7 separate regions of the Mus musculus genome follow, and all the other regions are linked to region 3. A link is a contact called in public Hi-C, capture Hi-C and promoter capture Hi-C data. All regions are on one chromosome and are shown on one strand. Each heading gives the region's core, a stretch centred on a gene start, on an enhancer-like site or on the middle of the called end of the contact. The rest is flanking DNA. Distances are from core to core; before and after follow the strand shown. Region 1 holds the start of Spp1 (secreted phosphoprotein 1). Region 2 holds the start of Hsd17b11 (hydroxysteroid (17-beta) dehydrogenase 11). Region 3 holds the start of Lrrc8c (leucine rich repeat containing 8 family, member C). Region 4 holds the start of Pkd2 (polycystin 2, transient receptor potential cation channel). Region 5 holds the start of Dmp1 (dentin matrix protein 1). Region 6 holds the start of Zfp644 (zinc finger protein 644). Region 7 holds the start of Nudt9 (nudix (nucleoside diphosphate linked moiety X)-type motif 9).

Region 1 (2,700 bases), core at 121-2,620, 1.1 Mb before region 3:
AGAAAGGAAGTAACTGCAGGGCAGTATTAAATATTTAAAGAAGTCTGCTTCACCTATAATTTTATCTCATTTGAATACCTCTTAACTATTCAGTAACGTTTTGTTAATACAAATTTTAAAATCTTTTTAAGTAGCCAACCTTATATATTCCAGGAAATAAAACTCAAAAAAGATAATTCAGAAATATAAGCTGTGTCTTTAAAAAAATATTCAGAGAACCCTTTAACGTGTACAGCTTAAAGATCAATTCAAAGGCATTACAAATTTCAGCTCCTTGCCTCTGCTGAAGATTTCTGTAATAGTTAAAATATACACGTTCTTTAACATGTGGGGGAAGGAGCATTGCAAAATGTGAAGTGCTATCAACTGCACTTACACTAATCCATTGTCCTGTAGATAGACTAAGTGACTTGCCCAAGGTCACACCTGGCACTGCTTACAGAAGGACTGAAAGGCAGTCTGGCTCCTGCAGCTTCCCCACCCAGCAAGCATTCCAGTCTCACAAACTGCTTGCTTAGGCGGGCTCTATCTGGAGTAACCACCTCTTCTGCTCTATATGGCCATTATAGTTTAGATAGCATCAGAACCATCACTCCCAGCTGCTCCAACAGAGCAACAAGGTTCACGAGGTTCACGTCTCTAAAGGTCAGTGGAGGCAGGAGAGGAATTCAGGGTCACTGTGTGGTTTGCACAAAGAGCAAGCGGCTGCATAGCTCAAGTGTCAAAACTGAGTTGTTACTTTGTTTCGTTTTGTTGTGAGGTTTTGTTTCTTTTGTGAGAGGGTCTCACTTTCTGTTGCCCCAACTGACCTGGAACACAGTATGGAGCCGAGGCTAGCCTCAAATTCATGGTGATCTTCCGGAGTACAAAACAGAGCCACTGTGGCCCGGCCAACCTAAGCTACCGAATACAAAGGCAAAAGGGAGGGTCTGAAAGTTCTGCCGAGACAGCAGTTTTCTAGATTTAAGTAAGTCTGAGAGAATCAAATTGTGTATCCATGTGGCCTTTATCTGTAACTTAGATAGGAGAATCCATACCTTTCATCCCCATTGATGTTTTTCTACTAATTCAGTAACTATAAACAAAGTCTCTGTGAGGGTGATCTACTCTTCCTTTCCTTATGGATCCCTGATGCTCTTCCGGGATTCTAAATGCAGTCTATAAATGAAAAGGGTAGTTAATGACATCGTTCATCAGTAATGCTTTGTGTGTGTTTCCTTTTCTTCCTTTTTTTTTTTTTTAACCACAAAACCAGAGGAGGAAGTGTAGGAGCAGGTGGGCCGGGTAGTGGCAAAAACCTCATGACACATCACTCCACCTCCTGATTGGTGGAGACTGTCTGGACCAGCATTTAAATTCTGGGAGGTCTGAGCCACCAGCAGCTCACACTGAAGAAGCATCCTTGCTTGGGTTTGCAGTCTTCTGCGGCAGGCATTCTCGGAGGAAACCAGCCAAGGTAAGCCTGCAGTGGCCCATGAGGCTGCAGTTCTCCTGGCTGAATTCTGAGGGTGAGTCCAGAGAACATTCTTTCAACAGTCGTATTTGTTAGTCAGACTCGTGCTGTTCTGGTCTTTTTGAATAAGCTGGTCAGGTACATTGCAGGTTTCCCGGTATTTTCAAAGCCAGTTGGATGTAGAAGTTAAAATAAATCTAGTTGGTCCTCTAAAGGAGAGAGAGAGATCTGCTAGTAATCTCTCTCTCTCTTTCTCTCTTTCTCTCCCTCTCTCTCTTCCTCTCTCTCCCTCTCTCCCTCCTCTCTCTCTCCCTCCTCTCTCTTCCTCTCTCTCTCCCTCCTCTCTCTCTCTCTCCCTCTCTCCCTCTCTCCCTCTCTCTCCTGTCACACACACATTGTAAAGTTCTATGTATCTTTGGAACAAATGTCTGCATCATTTTAAAGTGGCTGGATGACTGTGGAGACCAGTAAAGGAGGATCCTCTATATTAATATAAACCAGATACAGTTATTTTTAGAAAACTGTCTCACTTCAAAAGAGAACCTTCCTTAATTTCTCGCTTCTGCACTTGGCTTTTACAGTTTTCACTAAGGTCCCTGTGTGATAACACAGACTCATCAACATGCACAGAAAAGCTGTTGCCTGCTCTCAGTGTTTTATTTTTATTATTATTATTATTGTTGTTGTTATTATTATTATTATTAGTCCAAATAGAACATCTTACTCAAATTCAAAGATATCTTTGTTTCTTTCAGCTTTGTATAATGTAAGTTAAAATCACATTTGAAATGCAAATGGAAAAAGCAATTTTCTTTTATCATTCTATTTTCTCTTTTTCTTCCTTGCAGAAAGTACTCTCATGGTAGTTCGTTGCTTTAATTACTCGATTACTGTGAAACAAATCTTGGTGTGGAGCTCTAGAGACATCAGATAGTGGGGGCATAAGCTCTGAGACTCCAGACGTAAAGTTTGGATGAATAGAGTTGTGAAATTGCCCTTTTCCTTGCTAAGGATGAGAGGTGGAGAGGTAGAAAAGGCACACAAATATTGACTCACTGAAATTTTCTCTGAGATGTAGAAAGATTCCATAAATTATTGGTGACTTGGTGGTGATCTAGTGGTGCCAAGAGTGTGTTTGAACCTGACAAGACATCAACTGTGCCTCATAAAATATGTTGCAGGACTAACTACGACCATGAGATTGGCAGTGATTTGCTTTTGCCTGTTTGGCATTGCCTCCTCCCTCC
Region 2 (2,700 bases), core at 15-2,514, 1.5 Mb before region 3:
TCAGACTAGTTTGTGTGCCACCTGCTAGACTCTTGGCTAAATCACCTCACACATTAACTTACCATCTCCCTGGCCTTCTGAAAACTAAAGCCTGGGTAGCCTCGTCTTTCTCAGTTAAGAAGCAAAGAGCCCATTTCATATGCCTGACCATATGCCTATGCTGGGCCTTGGCTAGCTGACCCATGCTGGCCCAGTTTGCATTGTTAATCCATCGTATACATATCTAATTATCTGTTTTCTCCACCAGACGTAGGTAGCCCATCTCCTGTTTGCCACCAGGTCTTACCATCTGGGCTGTAGATACTATGGAGCACTGATTACTTGTTGTCACAATCACTCTAGAGTTAGAGTTCTTATTTAATCTCATGAACCTTGACCTCTTGTTTATAGAATGGATGTACACAGTGCAGTGAGGGGCACGCTAAGCCAGAAGATGCCTTCAGATTCCCTCTGTCATCCACCAAAAGCCAGACCAACACTTCACTGCTAGCTCCTTCTAACTCACCTCCCACCTCAACCTGAAGGTACAGGAGACCGCACTGAAGTTATTTCACTTTTAACTATTTTTTCTATAAGGTGACTTAGATGACTCCTGTAGGCAACTGGCAGTGCAATGGTGATCCCTGTAGGGTGTCATTTCGAGCCCATCTCAGCAGCTGCAAACGAGACTTGACAGCCGCACACATCTAACTCTTGGTATAGCACCTAAAACTGCTGTATTTTCCAAAAGTTTATGATGGTCAGTAGGAGGAGATTATAGGCCACTTTCAGGATGGATTTAATGTAGTGTTAATGTAGCGAAGGGAGATAGCCAAGATTCTCATTGTCCATAGGTCCGTTCATCGTGTGGTCTTAACAGATATCAAATTATGCCTCTCTTATAATCTGAAAAAATATGAATAGTTACTATATGCTCTATGGACTCTACAGAGAACTATAAAGGGTGGTTGTTTGCCAGTGTGGACCACAAAGAAAAGGCAGCGACGAAGCGCGGTTACCTTATTGATATCCCAGAGAACCAGTTTGGTGTTAAGTTTGGCAAATTCGTAGGCAGTCAGTCTTCCAATCCCATGACCAGCTCCGGTGATCAGGACGATCTCTCCGGCGACAGATTTTTTCTTCTTGGGAATAAAAAGCTTGACAAGAGACTCAATGCTGAAGACGATGAGCAAAGGCAGCAGCAGGATCAAGTCAAGAAGATACTTCATCCTTTTGGAGGCCCGGTGCTCTCGTTCCCGGTCCTAAACGGCCTCTGGAGGGTGTCGGTTACGCACAGAGTAAAAGCTTAAGCAAGGCAGAGTTCCCCTATTAAAGAGAAACAAACAACTCGGAAACCATTCCTTCCGCGGGGCCGGGCTTCAGGAGGGTTTTTGCCATTGGCTCGGACTGCAGTCAGAGCAACTGCTCGCTGGCTTGGAAATCTGGGAGGGACGAAGTTCAGAGGCAAGCCCTAGGGCGGTGCGACCCTGATAGCTATCGCGGACTTCCTCCTAGGAGGGCTAGTTACCTCACGCTTTCCTAAAATGGAAAAATCCCCTCCCTGTCTGCAGCAGACCTAGGAGAGGAGAGGTCGTCACGCTGCGCAGTAAAGGATGAAGGGCAAGTGCTAGCAGTGCTCAGGCTGCGGTGGACAGTTGTCTGTTTCTGCATAAGGGTTGCAAATGTGGAGCCACACCTTAAAGGACCAGGAAACAAGGAAGGGGACTCTTTGGGGAAAGGAAGAGAAGTAGCAAGAGGGGGATGGGAGGACGGCTATGGGGGAGGGGCGGGTTAGAACACCTGGCACGTTTGTGTATAAAAGTCACAAACCCATTTCTTTGCACGCTAACCAAAAATTAATAACAAAACAAACAACCCTTCAAGCAAAACAAAGCACAAGAGGGAAAACCAAGCTCCTGAATTAGAAATGACCCTACATCGCATTTTAATTTGAATTGAGCATTTCTGGAGGGCAGAGGGGTGTATCCTCCCAAGGCATAATCAAGTTTTAGGAGAAGCAGTAAACCCATCTCCCCAGGGAAGAGCCGTGTAGCGGGGCAACCAGCTCCCACTCGGCCTCTGAGAATCTGAAAACGAGAAACAAAACATATATTCAAGAATGGTGGGTGGTTTGCCTGCCTGTGTGCACACTATTTTTGCTCCCGGTGTGGGGAAAGGGCAGATGAGGGTTCTGGGTTTCCTAGAACTGAAGTTACTAGGAGCTGTGAACCTGCATGTAGGCACTGGGAATTGAACCATTGTCCACAGGAAGAATGGACAGTGCTCTTAACCACAGAGCTATAGCCATCTCTCCAGCATTCTCGTCCCCAGTACACACTTTTTGAGACAGGATTCCTCTGTGTAGCTCTGGCTGGCCTGGAACTCTCTCTTCCCCAGGTTGTTTTGAGGCAGTTTCTCCTCATTTAGCAGCAGGAACAAGCTAATAGCCTGTCTGTTGAGTGGTTGGTTTATGAACTATAAATGTTATCCGTTGACTTTCCTCCTGTGACACTGAGGATGTGGCTTGCTTTGCTTGCTCTTTATCTTCCTGTCTCCTATCATCCCAATATAATTCTCTCTCCCTTTGCTACTTCTGTTAAGTTTTATTTGTAACTTTAGGCAACAAGGTTCTATTTTTTTTTCTTTCTTTCTTGTTCCAACAACTATAGATGTTGGCAGAGAAAAAGTATCCTATCCTCTCCAGGAGTCTGATAGGTTATT
Region 3 (2,700 bases), core at 141-2,640:
TGTGAGCAGGAAGAACAGTTAGGTTGGGGGGGGGGGGTGCCGGGCAAGGAGGAATAGGCTCCTCCCCCACGGCCCCCATACCCTGCTTTTTATCATGGCTTGGAAAATGATTGTCTTCTATAAACTCACCATGCAGGAGCACACAAACTAGTTAATGGCTGCTGGCTGCCCGTTTTTGTCCTCTTCTGTCTCTCCCAGACTGCCAGGGCAGAGTAATTCTTTATCTGCGTCAAGTGCTCTGAGGACAGCCAGCTGGTTACTGACAAACTCTCTCTCTCTCTCTCTCTCTCTCTCTCTCTCTCTCTCTCTCTCTCTCTCTCTCGACTGCTACAGTGATCTTATCTGCACTTTTTCCCCCAATAGGCAATTTTTCTTTTTAGGGAGATGCCAGCTTTCAAGATGCTAGTTTGTGCTTTTAAACTATAATTGGGCAGAGAGATAGGCAGACAAACCCAAGGCTCAGATCAATGGCTGGGAGAGAATCCCTCCCCTACATCGTCTAAACAACAGGTGGTTCGGGGCACATTGTTAACTCTTTTGCACACACACACACACACACACACACACACACACACACACGATCCCCACCTCTGCCCACACAAAATCGTAGGCGGAGCTTTCATATGGAACGGCACCTGCTGCTCAAAGCCCAGAAGCCCATCTTGCAGGGTCCAGTAACGAGGGACTCCTGCCAGCTGGTCAATGGGATTGAGGTTGCCCAGGGTCTTAAGGCTTTGTAAACTACGGGCATCGGATTTTTTTCGTTCTTCCCTGTTCCCCTCATATATACCACCGCCCCCTCTCCACCCGCTTCCTGGACCTTTCATTCTCTGGGGAGGGGTTATCTCCAACCTGACCCTCTGGGAGTTCCCAGGAGGGCTATTTTTAGCAGCAGCCGCTCTGCTTCAACTTAGCCCAGGGAGGAGCTGCGGTGTAAGAGCGGATGGCGGGCTCACAGAAACCACCCGCTTTTTGGCATTGTTAGGGTTGCACACAGGAGGCAGAGGACCGATCTTCCCTGCTGTGCCAACCAGGTAGGCAGCTCTGAGCAGCGGAATCATCCAGCCGCGGAGAGGCTTGATTTCCCGGTGGGGAACCCGGGGCCCGCCCAGCGCGGGCCCGCCTGCCCTGGACGCCTGGTGGTCTCGGCAGAGGAGGAAGTTCCCGGGCATCGCTGCCTGCGTCACAGCGGGGCTGGCACCGCGGCGGCGGCTCGGCAGCCGACGGCGACCCCGGGGCTGGGCGCTGGGCGGCGCTGGCTGCCGCGGGCCAGGCGGCGCGCGGGGCGGCGCTGGAGGCGGCTCCGCTTGCAGGCGGGGAGGCACCGGGGAGGAGGAACAGGGCTGCGGAGCTGGGGCGTTAGCTGCGTCCCGGCTCAGAGCCCGCGAAGAAGACGAGGACCGAGGCGCCGCCGCGGCCGTGGCCGCAGCACTCTGAGCGCGACAAGCCATGAGCAGCGACGCCGCGGTCGCTTGCCGCCGCTGAGCCCAACCCGGACACAGCTCGCCGCGCCCTGGCATCCTTTTCTGCGGATACCCTCGCCCCCAGAGGTAAGTGCCGGGGACCCGCGGAGGGATGGAGAGGGACGGCCAGCACCCTGCCACTAGCCTCGGTTCTCTGGGCGCGCCCCAGCCTGGACCCGTCCACCCTCCCTCGTTCGTGACCCTGCTTCCCCAGGGCTCTGGGACAGGCACATTGTGGTCGCCTACTCAGCGTGCGGTTCGGGGATCCCGCTAACCCCAACCCCACCCAACCCACGCGGGCCCTGGCGTCCGCGCCAGGGACCCCCAGCCGGGAGCCCAGTACAGCCTGGCCGCTAGGTTCTGGGGACTGGGGGAGGGGCGTACTAGGAGAAAACGCGGTTGCTGCAGGGATGGCCATTCTCCTTCCCTACCTTCAAAACCCCCGGAGATGCTGGGGCCTGTTTTTTCTGCTCTTCTCCCCAACCCCCTCTCCTCCCTGGAAGATGCCTGAAGTTACACTTTTTGAGGAAGGAGGGGGAAATCGAAGGTCTACACAGAGATCCAGTGAGCACTAGTCCGCTCACCTGCAAGTCCAGAGGGGCCGGAGGGGGCTGCTCTGCATCCTAAGACCCTGGAGGCCAGGTGTCTAGGCCAGCAACTGCGGCCAGGATTTCTGCCTTCATCCCAAACTGACCCTAGCAGGCTAGCAGGCTCTCTCTCTCTCTCTCTCTCTCTCTCTCTCTCTCTCTCTCTCTCTCTCTCTTCTCCAGCGTAGAGGTGTTTGGGATGGAGTTAGCCCCTTGGGAGCCTCAGGGTGTGCTCTATAGACGCCAAAGCCTTTCTTTTTTTCCAGCAGCTAATGTTTCCCTCCCCCAACACTTGGCTGTGTACATCAGATTTCAGTTATTTTAAAATCCTTCAAGTTACCTTTCTTTGCAACGGCTCAGCCCACATCTAGTCCCCATGCTTAATGCGGATGTTTTATTAGAGGTTGAGGGCAGAGCTTTACTGAGTTTCCAACTCCTTAAGTATTTTTAAACTCGCAACAAATTAGTTAGGAAACATTTTTGGGCTCCCATCCTCCTTAAAGTGAAAAATAAGACTAATTGATCTTTGTGGGAGTGTCCAGGTTTGGCTCATAGAGCCTTATTACCCTTTAGAGGTGCTGTTTCACATCTACAGACTGCAGTAGCATATGAAGTGTGGCCTTAGCTAACGGTCACATTTCTGCCGAGTA
Region 4 (2,700 bases), core at 136-2,635, 1.1 Mb before region 3:
GTTGAATTCCCAAGCCCTGGCATCTCAGCATATGACTGTATGTGGTCAGAGGTCTTTCTAAAAGTAACTAAATTTAAATCATACTATTAAGGTTGTCTATAACCACTACGATGACAATGATGGTGATGATGACGATGACCACGAAGATGAGGAGGAAGAGGAGGATGAAACATTTAAGGGAGGACAATGGGGAGACACAGGCAAAACGTGCCATATGCAAGCCAAGACAGGCCTCGGAAAAGGTCAACCAACTTTTTTTTTTTTTTTGAGAAAATGTATTTGCATTATTGAACACAGTGTGTGGTAAGTTATTATAACAAGCCTGGCAAACTAATATAGGATCGGACCATGCACATTTGCTAAACTGCAGAAATAAAATATTACCACTTAAGCTAGAATTCCATAGATTCTTTAATGTACCAACATGGCTGACCCCTTATTGCAAACAGTGGAGACATGGAGAATATGGGTGGGTGGGTAGGAGGGAAATGGGGGAGGGATACCACCCATAGGCTCCCAATCCAGTCCTATCCCCAAGGCTAAACAGAGAGAGACCAGTTTAGTATTAGAATGGCAGAAGAGATATGGAAGTGACAGAAATCATTTGCTCTGCTGTGGAATGACAATGTTTGCAGTTAGAGTAAAAAGCATTAGAGAACCCCTTGAGGACAGAAATGACAAGAAGACCCCCGCGGGACTTGACGAGGAGGTGGATGAGGACATCCTATGAGAAGCGTCAGAAGTGAGGGCAGAGATGCACAGATCTTGGCCAGGAATTTAACTTTTAAAAGAGATGGGAAAACCATGGAAAATCGAATTTGGAGTAGGCTTTGCCTGACCCAACTGCTGTCTTAAGTTGGCTGTGCCAGCTGGGGCGTAGCGAGGATGGAGATCTAGACCTAACGCCTGAGGCAGGATTCTGTTACTCAAGGGCTGGCCAGGAGCGGAAATGAGGTAATGGTGGAGGCATCAGAAAGTTCCAAAATCCAACCCTTGGATGCCTCTAGATGTCTGGAGAGTGGAGACAGGAAATCATCCAGTAAACACAGAATCAAGGAGCTGAGGGTCACCAAATGCAAGCCTTGCCGCCTTGGTGATTTCTTTCTGGTTTTTAAACGAAGGGTGGATTTCTTTGCCTTCCCTGAGAATTCAGTTCAAGCTGGATTTCACTAGTTCTTTCTATCCCAACAAAAGATCTCCATCTTTACCCTCCTCCTTGCACCTTTGCAAACCCAGGGGGAGTATGGACAGAGTCTAAGCACTATCTTAAGGTCATGCAGGCATGGACACACCCAGGAGCCCCTTTCCCGACGAGCTGGCTGACCAAGCAAGCTACCCCGTAGGAATGTGGGCACCGATGGGGACCCTGGCTCTACTTGGATCCCTGGCCGCTGGGGCCTTTTCGACGCGCCTAAGTCCAGTCCAGGCGAGGCCAGGGCCCGGGAGGCGGGCCGAGGGGGCGGGCGGAGGCGGGGAGCAGCAGGCCGACTCCGGGAAGAAAAGAACATGGCTCCTGCGGCAGAGGGCGGCGGCACTCCCGGGCGCGCTGGGCGCCAGTGAGCGCCATGGTTAACTCCAGACGCGTGCAGCCGCAGCCGCCCGGGGACGCGGGACGCTCGCCCGCGCCGCGAGCGTCCGGACCCGGGCGCCTGGTGGCGGGAGGCGCCGGCCTAGCTGTCCCCGGCGGCCTCGGGGAGCAGCGGGGCCTGGAGATCGAGATGGAGCGCATCCGGCAGGCGGCCGCTCGGGATCCCCCGGCCGGAGCCTCGGCCTCGCCGTCTCCTCCGCTTTCGTCCTGCTCCAGGCAAGCGTGGAGCCGCGACAACCCGGGCTTTGAGGCAGAGGAGGATGACGACGACGACGAGGTGGAAGGAGAAGAAGGAGGGATGGTGGTAGAGATGGATGTGGAGTGGCGCCCGGGCAGTCGGAGGTCGGCCTCCTCCTCGGCCGTGAGCTCGGTGGGCGCCCGCGGCCGAGGGCTCGGGAGCTACCGCGGCGCGGCTCACCTGAGCGGGAGGCGGCGCCGGCTAGAGGACCAGGGCGCGCAGTGTCCCAGCCCCGCGGGCGGCGGGGACCCGCTGCATCGCCACCTCCCGCTGGAGGGCCAGCCACCCCGAGTGGCCTGGGCAGAGAGGCTGGTGCGAGGGCTGCGAGGTAAGATCCGGACTCTTGGCGTCCAGTGCACGCTTGACAACTGCCTGCGCGCGGGCTCGAACCCCTGTCCTACAAGGGTGGCTGTCTGCTGCGGCTCCACCTCGCATCCTCTGCGTTCCCGCCTCCTTCCAGAGCGCCTTCCCTAACTCCTCTAATTCGGCGCGATTTCCGGTACCCATCACCGAATTTTACTGCGTTCTTGTTGGTGCAAATTCATTGGACGCCTCCCTTCCTCCCTTCCTCTCTCCTTAAGATGCTAGCACATTTTGGAAAACAAAAGCAAGCCGTTAATACCTGGGCTTTTGGAGGACGAAAAGTGAATATTCTAGTACAACTGACAATAGTTGGAACTTTATGCTTGCTAAATGTCACAAATGAGGAACAAGTTTATTCCAGAGCCCAAGCTTTTCCTTTGGTGGCGATGTGTCATGTCCCTTCAGCCATTCTAGTAGGGACCTACAATGTTATCCAAGTTTTGAGACAAATGCCTTTAAACAGGTCATTGTCTGAAGGTTTGGTTGAGAGAGAGGTTGTTGACAGAAATGT
Region 5 (2,700 bases), core at 141-2,640, 1.3 Mb before region 3:
TCCTCCCAACCCTTTCCCAGAATCCACTCTCACATGAGATTATAAGGTTCATTTAGGATAGACCTCAGGCAGGGCCGTGGAGCCACCAGAGAGTCTAATTCAGAACCAGAACAGAACACGTGTCCTTTAGAGCTCCTCCCCATGGACGGTGGCCTTCTGACCAACTCTGCATGAAAATAGCCTCCTCCTCTTCATATCCTGCCCCGCCGCCGCCCAAGTTTACGCTTACATTGTATAAATCTAATAATTTACATATTTGAAAATGTTTTCCAGGCTGTTATATCTAAAAAGGCAAGTGAGTCATGCAAGTGTTTCAGTCAAGGTAATTGTATACCCCAATCCATCCATTCATACAAAAATATATTTACTGAGGACTTATGGTGACCCAAGAATTGTCCCTGCCATTAGGGGCATTGTGGTATTGTGTGTACTTCACTTAACAAAACAAGCATCCTTACCCTTGGGGAAATTAAAGCCTGGTGCTGTATATTATATCATTGAAGCGTTTATTTAGTGGTATGCGATTGTTACTTGAGTATGCTCCTGAACAAGTGCCAAACCCACTTCCAGAACCCTCAGCCAACTTCAGCACACTCCTCAGAAAGACTCTAGCAAACAGTGTTTTCATTTCGGTTCTGGTGATGGAGTAGACGCTCTTGGCAATACTTCTCTGGATGTGATCCACCTAGTTAGCATTCCTCTAATTCAGTTCTGATTTCAAAAATTACTAAAATGTGCTAAGTAGTTTCAGGGGATAATGGAGCATTATTTTGTTGTTGTTGTTGTTAAAAATAAAAGTTACCGAAGGAGGCACTTTAACATTTCCTGTTCACATGGGATCGTGAGAATGGCACTTCCTTAGATCAGTAAGAATTTGGAGTCTTTGTGTATAGATGGGGTAAGGGGTGTTTAGTAGAGACTGTTACAAGAGGAAGAGAAGAAATACAAGGTCATATTCTCAACACTAACAACTTAGGAAAATGTAAACTTTTAGTAGCTTCCCTCACACACCACCTGGAAATAAGCACCAGCAGGAAGGTCTCTACCCGCCTCTGACTCGCCTTTCCCATCCCTGGGTCTTCTGGGATCTGTTAGTGGGCGGGAGACATGGTCATTGTTTATAATGCTCACAAGCCTGCATGGATGCAAAAGATATATATTTAGAAAGCAAAATAAAGCTTTAGGAAGATCTTCAATTTAATGGAAACTCGTCTAGTCATTTGAGAACCACAAGAGCTTTTTAGAGAAGGCCCACTTCTGCCAGCTGGAGGAAGTGTGGGTGTATGGGGTCCCGGTGACACCTGTGATGTCAGTCACCCCGAGCCTGAGGCTCATTGGCTCTGAGGAGCTGCAGCAGAGTTTAAATTCTGCACTGTCAGACAAGCCTTCTGAGCAGCAGCTGGAGAGTGGCTTCTCTGAGATCCCTCTTCGAGAACTTCGCTGAGGTTTTGACCTTGTGGGAAAAAGACCTTGGGAGCCAGAGAGGGTAAGGCCATTCCATCATTTAATTCTTAAAATGACTTTAGCTTTGGAGTTTAAAAATATGAAATACGAACATGTTACAAGGCATTGATTTCCAGAGGAAGATGGGGAAGAGCTAAGTTTGAGTAAAACCTATTCTTATTTTTGTTTTTTGGGGTCACTGTCACAATAGCCAATGACACTGATATTAAAAATGACATGGTAAGTCAAAAGAGCCAGGTGTTTGCCTGGTGATGCCTTAATTAGATCTCTGTCTAATTATTTTGAAAGAGAACATTTACTAAATAGGAGGCTGATGGGAAAGTCCTGTTAGAGTTTAGCTTTCATTAATAAAACACAACTTTTATCTGTAGGCTTCTTAGAGGTGGTGATGCGAAAGTATCTAAATCAGTGTAGCAAGTGTTTCAAAATGCAGACAGGTAACTGAATGCCTCTCAGCCTGGCTTATTCAGAGAATACGGTGGCCATTATGAATTGTGTATACAACTGAAAGGTGATCATGACAGTGTGGCTTTGGGTAGCTGGATCCTCATGGTAGTATAATGCTTTGCATGCAGATGGACTCCAATAAATGCTGAGTGGGATTACCTGTTAGGTAGGACACACACATACTACACACACATATACATACATACATACATACATACATACATACATACATACAAACAAACATACACACACATACATTAGGTAGGACACACATACACATATCACACACACCACACATACATACACACACATAGATGCACATGCACATACATTAGGTAGGAGACACACATACATACACATACCACACACACACACACACACACACCTCGTACCATATACACATATACATTAGGTAGGACATACACACACACCTATACACAGATATATTAGGTAGGACACACACACACACATACACACCTACATTACATAGGACACACATATACATTAGGTAGGAGATACATAAATACTACACACACATACACTCCCACCAGACATGATTTTACTCTGCATTACTTCACTTCATCAGTAGCTGGAATATCTATCCTTCTGACAGAGAGTAGCCAGGCCATGTGTCCTACGAAGTTCTGAAGACACCGAATGGAGAAAGTGAATTGTCCTCTGTGAGAGCAAAGACTCCTGGTTTCCTCAGGTTTCCGTTTGATTGACACTCTTGTGGCCTGCCTCTATTTAACCCTGTTGATTAAACACATGAGAACAAAGAATTTTCTG
Region 6 (2,700 bases), core at 143-2,642, 1.2 Mb after region 3:
TTTTATAACAACTACATTTAAGTCAGTATTATTTTAACAGTTGAAGAGAACTTTTCCACTAATGTCGCTAAACCATGGATGGATCCCAACACGAGAGTCGTCTGTGGAAGTCTCGCAACAAGAAACCACCTAAGTTTCCAATCACGGGGAAGGGTCTGGGACAACTCATCTTCATGTTCTCGGGAGGAGTGGACGGAGCACACACCTGCTTTCCTCTGGCAGAGATTAAGCTCCCAGGGACACAAAGGCCAGGGAATCAGACCTGGAGAGGCAAAAAGCTTTAGCTAGATACCCACCAAGCCCCGTGGCCACCCAAACACTTCGAGTGTTTTTTTTTCTTTTTTTTTCTTTTTTTTTTACCTCTTGGAGTTACTTCTCAGGCACTTAGCGGCACAAGATGTTGCAGACCAGTGGGAAGAAGGGGAAGGCTATGCGCTCTGGTCCCAAAGTCAGGGGAGGGGTGTGGACAGTTACCTCCAGGGCCGGGGCTACAGGCCCGGACAGAGTAGCCTAGCCGCGCACGGGGCGCCGCCTGACTGCTCTCGGACCGCCCCCGTTACTCGGGGAGTTACAATGGCGACCGCAGGGCTCCCCGGACCTCCGGGTCTCGGCCCCCTTCCCCCTACCGCTCACTGGCTGCTCCGCTACATGTGACTAAACAAAACCCCCCGAGTCCAGAGCCCGGCTCGGCCCCTTTGTGTCCGCCACCGGATCCGCCGCCGCCGCAGCGGAAAGGCACCCCCCGCCCCGCGCGCCCGCCTCCGAGTCCCGCCCCGCGGCGGCCGCCGCCGCTCACCTAAGGTTCCGCGGCCCCCCGCGACCGCCGCCTCCCGGACCCCGCGGCCCGGGCTCCTTGTGCAGCAGCAACTCCGCCTCCTCGGCAGCAGCCGCCATCTTAGCCTGTGCGGCAAAACGCGTCCTTTCCGAGGGTTGGGAGCCAGCCTAGGGCGTAGCTCCCCGGGCCCGAGCGCCGCGGGCCGGGTCCCCCCACAACTTCTTCCGCCACCCTCAGTCCCGCCACCGCCTCAGCCCGGACGTCCGAAACGCGGCCGGGGCCGGGGCTAATCCGACCGAATAAGACCCCCGAAACTCACAGTTTGGTGCCGTGTGCGTCAAACCGGGGCGACGTTGGGAGCGCGCGGCGTCCCCGCGTCACACGCCGCTCTGTACGCTACTCGGCTCCAACGGCCCCCTCCGCTCCCCGCTTCTCGCCTCCGGCCTCGGTTCCCACGGCGCAGGCGCGCGGCTTTCCCGCCTCTGCCTGGCCGCCGGCCGCCGGGGGAAGCCAGCGAGGCGCGCCCGTGCTCTCGGGCCGCCGGAGCTCCCGTGCCAATCAGACCCACGGGGGGCGGCAGCAACGCTGCACCGCTGCTCTCCCGTGCCAAAACCAAACAAGGTCACCTCCCCCAGCGGTGACCTAACCACTCCGGAGGAGGTTCCCGCCCCAAAGTAGGCACGCTCCAAATATGGTGGCGACCAAACTCTGCAAGACCCAAGTACCAGGAATGCCTAGGCCCTTTAAGGTGGAATAGGCCCATCTCTGGTGTCTGCAATCGCTAGTTTGCCAAAAACCTGTTCCCTTTTCCAGCTGTTGAAAGAACCAGCAACATATATCAGGCCTACCTTGGAGAACTGGCACAGACAGGTTTTATGATGTTAAACAGGCCAGGTGGCAAAAGCATCAGGTATAGAAATTCAGTTACCCAGACAAGACACCCAAAAAGAAGGCCCGGATTTGGGTTCCTTGGACTCTGCAAGGGCAGATTCTGCACTAAGGAACATGCCTTGATTGTCCAAATTGGAGTCATGCAAAGAGACGTCAGAAATGCTGGTTAACTCTTCAGGTAATCAATAGATTCCCCAGAGGGTCTTCTAAATCTCCCTTTTAACAAGCATTCAGCCATGGGCTTCTGAGGGAAGCAGCGCACTAATTAGAGGTATTCGCTTTGCTTTTGAACCGAGTCAACAAGTTCCTAACCTGTTGAAGGTGAGCTAAACGTTCTAGAATACTCTGATGGGCCTGCCTTACTAAATTCTTTGGTTTCGCTGAACTTTTTCTCATGAAAAACTTTAAAACGTTTTTTAGTAGTTAAGCAGTAATCATGAACTATGCACCTCCAAGCCTTCGAGATATTATTAACATTCACAGGAATACACCATAATTACATTTATTTGTCAAGAATGGGAGTATCTTTCCTGAAAAACGGTGCCTTCAGAAGCAGCAAATGTATCCCAAAGAACGAACATTTCACTATCCACTCTAATTATTTCGCTTGCTAGTAACTGCTGACAACTAGAGTTCATGCTGTGTGTGTGTCAGGCATTCTTGTCACCTGTTCAAGTTCATTACAACCTAAAGTGGCAAAGAGAGATTAGACTGTTGAGCTGTTTCAAAATGAAAGCTTTCCTTCATATATACGAATAGATAGATACACAACAAATAAATCTGTGTCCATTTTCAGCCAACTGCTTGGAGGAGATGCACTTTAGAGACTTATTCTCATCTCATGAGTTTGGGTTTTGCTTGAATGTATGGCTGTGCACCGCATGCTTCATGCCTGGTACCACAGAGTCCAAATGAGCCTCAGGAAGGACCTGAAACTGGAGCTGCAAATGACAGGCCATCATGTGGAAATATCACAAGGGACCTGATCCTGAGTCCCCAGCAAGCACATAAGGTACTCTTGGCCAGTGAGCCAT
Region 7 (2,700 bases), core at 33-2,532, 1.5 Mb before region 3:
TGCCGTAGGAAAGCCTACATTATGAACTGGGTTCTAGTTTCATTAAAAAAAAAAACCAAAATAAAAAAAAAAGAATAGGGATCTTGAAGGCCGGGGAATGGTGCTGAAGGATCTAAGGTGTTCGTGTGTGTGTGTGTGTGTGTAGAAACAAACGTGTTTCTTATGACAGGAGCAGTGGAGCAAGCTGAAAACAACCATCTCTGGAAGGGGCTGGAGCCCAAGGTGATTTATCTTCCTGAGTGCTCGCTCACACCTCAACGACATGTCTACCACATCTCCAGGAAACTGTGGGGTGGTAGGCTTATGCCCCAAAGTGCAGAGAAAGAAAATATAATCTTTACTTTGCTCCAGGGATCTGCCTATCTGTCACCAGGTTTGGGCAGGGGTGGGGAGGAAATTTCCCATACTTTTAGTTTTTCTAAGCGGGCATTTTAAGGGGTGTAGTATAGTCACGAAGGCAACGCCCTGAAGTGTTACTGTGCAGTCCTTTTTTCTTGCTGTCCCATCCCAAGAGTGCTGTGGATTTCAGGATACTGTTAGTATTTGATTGGCCTGGCTTTAAGAGCCAACGCCATACGGTGTGTTTTGCAAGGCCCAAAGTTGATGATAGGCTTAGAATATGTCTCATCAACAATTAAACGAATGAAACCTGGAGTGCAAGCCGCGATGCACGCCTGGCTTTACCACTTTCAATCTGGCTAACTTTAGTCCTTCGTTCGTTATTATCCAGACCGCGTGCCACTTTCACAGCTTGTCTGTAAGTTTTGGCTTTGGGGTTCGAAAGTGGGAAACCGAGGCCGGCTTTCCTTTTGGACAAGAGGTTTATCAGAGTCACCAACACCACGGACAGCACCGTGAAGGGGGCTCTGGGGAGCCCAGGCTGCGTTCCAGGGTTGGGGGATTCCCTCCTTAAGGGTTAGGGGTCACGTGACTGGCCTGATCACGTGACCGGCGGGACGCCCACATTTTGTTGTTCACAGGCGGTCTCTGAATCCGGTATGCGGGCAAGTTTCGAAAAGCAAGTTACTTGGCTTCTGGAAACCAAACCAAGGTGTTTCAAGACTCGTCACTGACTCATCCTACGTCTTCTCAAACCTCGCATGGCTCACGTGACTCCTCCGTACGGCCCTCCTCTCCTGGAAGCACGTGGTCGCCCCTGACCCTCCTTCCGCTCAGCCTCAGGGTTCTGGGTCTCCGCGTCCTGCCGCGCCGCGGCACTCCAGTTCGCCTGCGCAGACGGAGAGGCCTGGCACACAGGTTAGTTTGCGGCGTGGCCGTAAAGCGCGGTCGCGCGTCGGGTACGTCGTGGGGCTGCTGGCGCCGCCGGCCAGCGGCGCTGGGGGAGCGCGGCCGGGTCCTAGTGCCCGCTGGCTGCAGGTTCGGGGCTCAAGGCGGGGCTCCGGGCGAGGCCGGCCACCTCCGAACCCTCGCGGGCCGCGCGCCAGGCGCCAGGCGCCGATGGCCGGCCGCTCCCTGGGGCAGGCGGTAGCCACCGTGTCGCTCTCGGTGGCCCTCGCGTCAGTGACTGTCCGGTCCTCAGCCTGCCGCGCCGTCCCCGCACCCAGGTACCCCGATTCTAGGACGGGCTGCGGTTCCGAGACCTCGGGTGGACCTGCGATCCCCTCCTTCCTTTTCCAGAGGTTATGTAGGCTGTGCTGAAGTACTGGATTTTGGGAAGCCAATAGCAAGGACCCTTCTCGATCTCTGACTTTTTAATTTGCCCATCCAGATAAGGCGCCAACGCTAATTCATAGATCACCAGAGTTTGAAGAGCATTTATGGTGTGTTGCTCCGTGCTAGAGGTGATACCGAGTCCATATAATGGAATATACTGTTAATATATACTGTTAATCTGAGTAGCAGACAGTGTTTTCTGTGCGCTGGAAGGCGCTGATTATTGGCTTTTGGGTAGACTGGAGATGAAGTGTGCGCACAAGTGCCTCAGTACTGGGAACCTCGTTCTTTCCCTTCTCTCCTGGGCGAGGTGGCCGCAACTTTATTTCCTAGTGACTTGGAAAGTTTGTAAGTTTGGTTCTGTTAAGTTCTCTGACACCAGTGTCTTCCTTAAAACACATACCACCCACGCCTCAAGCTTGACTTTTATCTAGGAGGCAAACTCACCAAGCTTTCGGTTCCGAAGAGGAAAGAGGTTAGTTCCCTGGCAATTTGGGCTCCGTGTGAGACCGAGTTTGGAATTTCTGTGGGCTTCCCAAACAGGAGTGACATATTCCTTCACCTCATTGAAAATAGAATTACTTCTGCTGTGGTTTGTAGGCCCCACGGTGCCATCCCCTTTCTGCTTTCCTGACAGTGCTTAAAACCCCTCAATCAGAGTGTCCTCTTTCTGCTGGTGTGGGTTAACACCCTTTATACACCTTCTTCAGTGGGGCTTGCTGAGGGGAGAACTTCCTGCTCTCTGGAAGTCACTAATGGCATTTTTGTTGGTTGTTACCAGAACAACGAAAAGCTCATTGGTGATTTCTAGCACGACAGGGAAAGGAACACTTAAAGAAGTATATCCAGAACTGAAACTGCTTATTCCAAAGAAAAACCCAAAGCTAAGTCAACAAGTGTTTGTTGAGTGCCTGCTGGTCTAGACAGATGATTGTAAAACATCTGTCGAGAAACAAAAGACGTGTAACTTCAAGAGTTTTGTGACTACAGTTTTCTTTAGGAGCTTGGCCCCTCATCCACTGATCA

The links. Promoter capture Hi-C pulls out the DNA fragments that hold promoters and counts their contacts. A called contact is a pair of places that touch in the nucleus more often than the background predicts. Capture Hi-C pulls out chosen DNA fragments and counts their contacts.
Region 1: a capture Hi-C map of macrophages shows a contact between it and region 3, with 2.7 times the contacts expected there. The contact joins the promoter of Spp1 here to the promoter of Lrrc8c in region 3. A contact is called at or near these places in 2 of 115 datasets of contacts at active chromatin or transcription factors (embryonic stem cells and large pre-B cells) and 1 of 9 other capture datasets (macrophages).
Region 2: a contact with region 3 is called in a promoter capture Hi-C map of pre-B cells, with 4 times the contacts expected there. The contact joins the promoter of Hsd17b11 here to the promoter of Lrrc8c in region 3. A contact is called at or near these places in 1 of 39 promoter capture datasets (pre-B cells) and 1 of 115 datasets of contacts at active chromatin or transcription factors (large pre-B cells).
Region 4: a promoter capture Hi-C map of cranial neural crest shows a contact between it and region 3. The contact joins the promoter of Pkd2 here to the promoter of Lrrc8c in region 3. A contact is called at or near these places in 2 of 39 promoter capture datasets (cranial neural crest and maxillary cranial neural crest) and 1 of 115 datasets of contacts at active chromatin or transcription factors (large pre-B cells).
Region 5: a contact with region 3 is called in a promoter capture Hi-C map of the SN4741 cell line, with 5 times the contacts expected there. The contact joins the promoter of Dmp1 here to the promoter of Lrrc8c in region 3. A contact is called at or near these places in 2 of 39 promoter capture datasets (the SN4741 cell line and hippocampal neurons).
Region 6: a contact with region 3 is called in a promoter capture Hi-C map of 3T3-L1-derived adipocytes, with 4 times the contacts expected there. The contact joins the promoter of Zfp644 here to the promoter of Lrrc8c in region 3. A contact is called at or near these places in 3 of 39 promoter capture datasets (the 3T3-L1 cell line, 3T3-L1-derived adipocytes and cranial neural crest).
Region 7: a Hi-C map of B cells shows a contact between it and region 3, with 8 read pairs. The contact joins the promoter of Nudt9 here to the promoter of Lrrc8c in region 3. A contact is called at or near these places in 5 of 39 promoter capture datasets (the C10 cell line, cranial neural crest, embryonic stem cells and 2 more), 2 of 484 Hi-C or Micro-C datasets (B cells and the G1E-ER4 cell line), 3 of 115 datasets of contacts at active chromatin or transcription factors (large pre-B cells, pancreatic cancer cells and pro-B cells) and 1 of 9 other capture datasets (liver).

The regions. Positions count from the first base shown.
Region 1 is chr5:104,433,741-104,436,440 of GRCm38.p6, forward strand. Spp1 (secreted phosphoprotein 1) reads left to right here and starts at 1,371. Exons shown (of 7, transcript NM_009263.3): 1 at 1,371-1,456; 2 at 2,635-2,700. The coding sequence starts at 2,649. RefSeq lists promoters at 1-1,393, 1-1,416, 467-1,457 and enhancers at 637-664, 669-677, 1,295-1,341, 2,153-2,472, 2,222-2,258.
Region 2 is chr5:104,020,532-104,023,231 of GRCm38.p6, forward strand. Hsd17b11 (hydroxysteroid (17-beta) dehydrogenase 11) reads right to left here and starts at 1,265. Exons shown (of 7, transcript NM_053262.3): 1 at 999-1,265. The coding sequence starts at 1,208.
Region 3 is chr5:105,518,081-105,520,780 of GRCm38.p6, forward strand. It overlaps Lrrc8c (leucine rich repeat containing 8 family, member C), which reads left to right and starts at 1,391. Exons shown (of 4, transcript NM_133897.2): 1 at 1,391-1,550.
Region 4 is chr5:104,458,072-104,460,771 of GRCm38.p6, forward strand. Pkd2 (polycystin 2, transient receptor potential cation channel) reads left to right here and starts at 1,386. Exons shown (of 15, transcript NM_008861.3): 1 at 1,386-2,154. The coding sequence starts at 1,566.
Region 5 is chr5:104,201,227-104,203,926 of GRCm38.p6, forward strand. It overlaps Dmp1 (dentin matrix protein 1), which reads left to right and starts at 1,391. Exons shown (of 6, transcript NM_016779.2): 1 at 1,391-1,486.
Region 6 is chr5:106,695,438-106,698,137 of GRCm38.p6, forward strand. Zfp644 (zinc finger protein 644) reads right to left here and starts at 1,393. Exons shown (of 10, transcript NM_001363318.1): 1 at 1,095-1,393; 2 at 206-262.
Region 7 is chr5:104,045,582-104,048,281 of GRCm38.p6, forward strand. It overlaps Nudt9 (nudix (nucleoside diphosphate linked moiety X)-type motif 9), which reads left to right and starts at 1,283. Exons shown (of 8, transcript NM_028794.4): 1 at 1,283-1,565. The coding sequence starts at 1,459. It overlaps Mir5619 (microRNA 5619), which reads left to right and starts at 2,422; the gene lies at 2,422-2,482.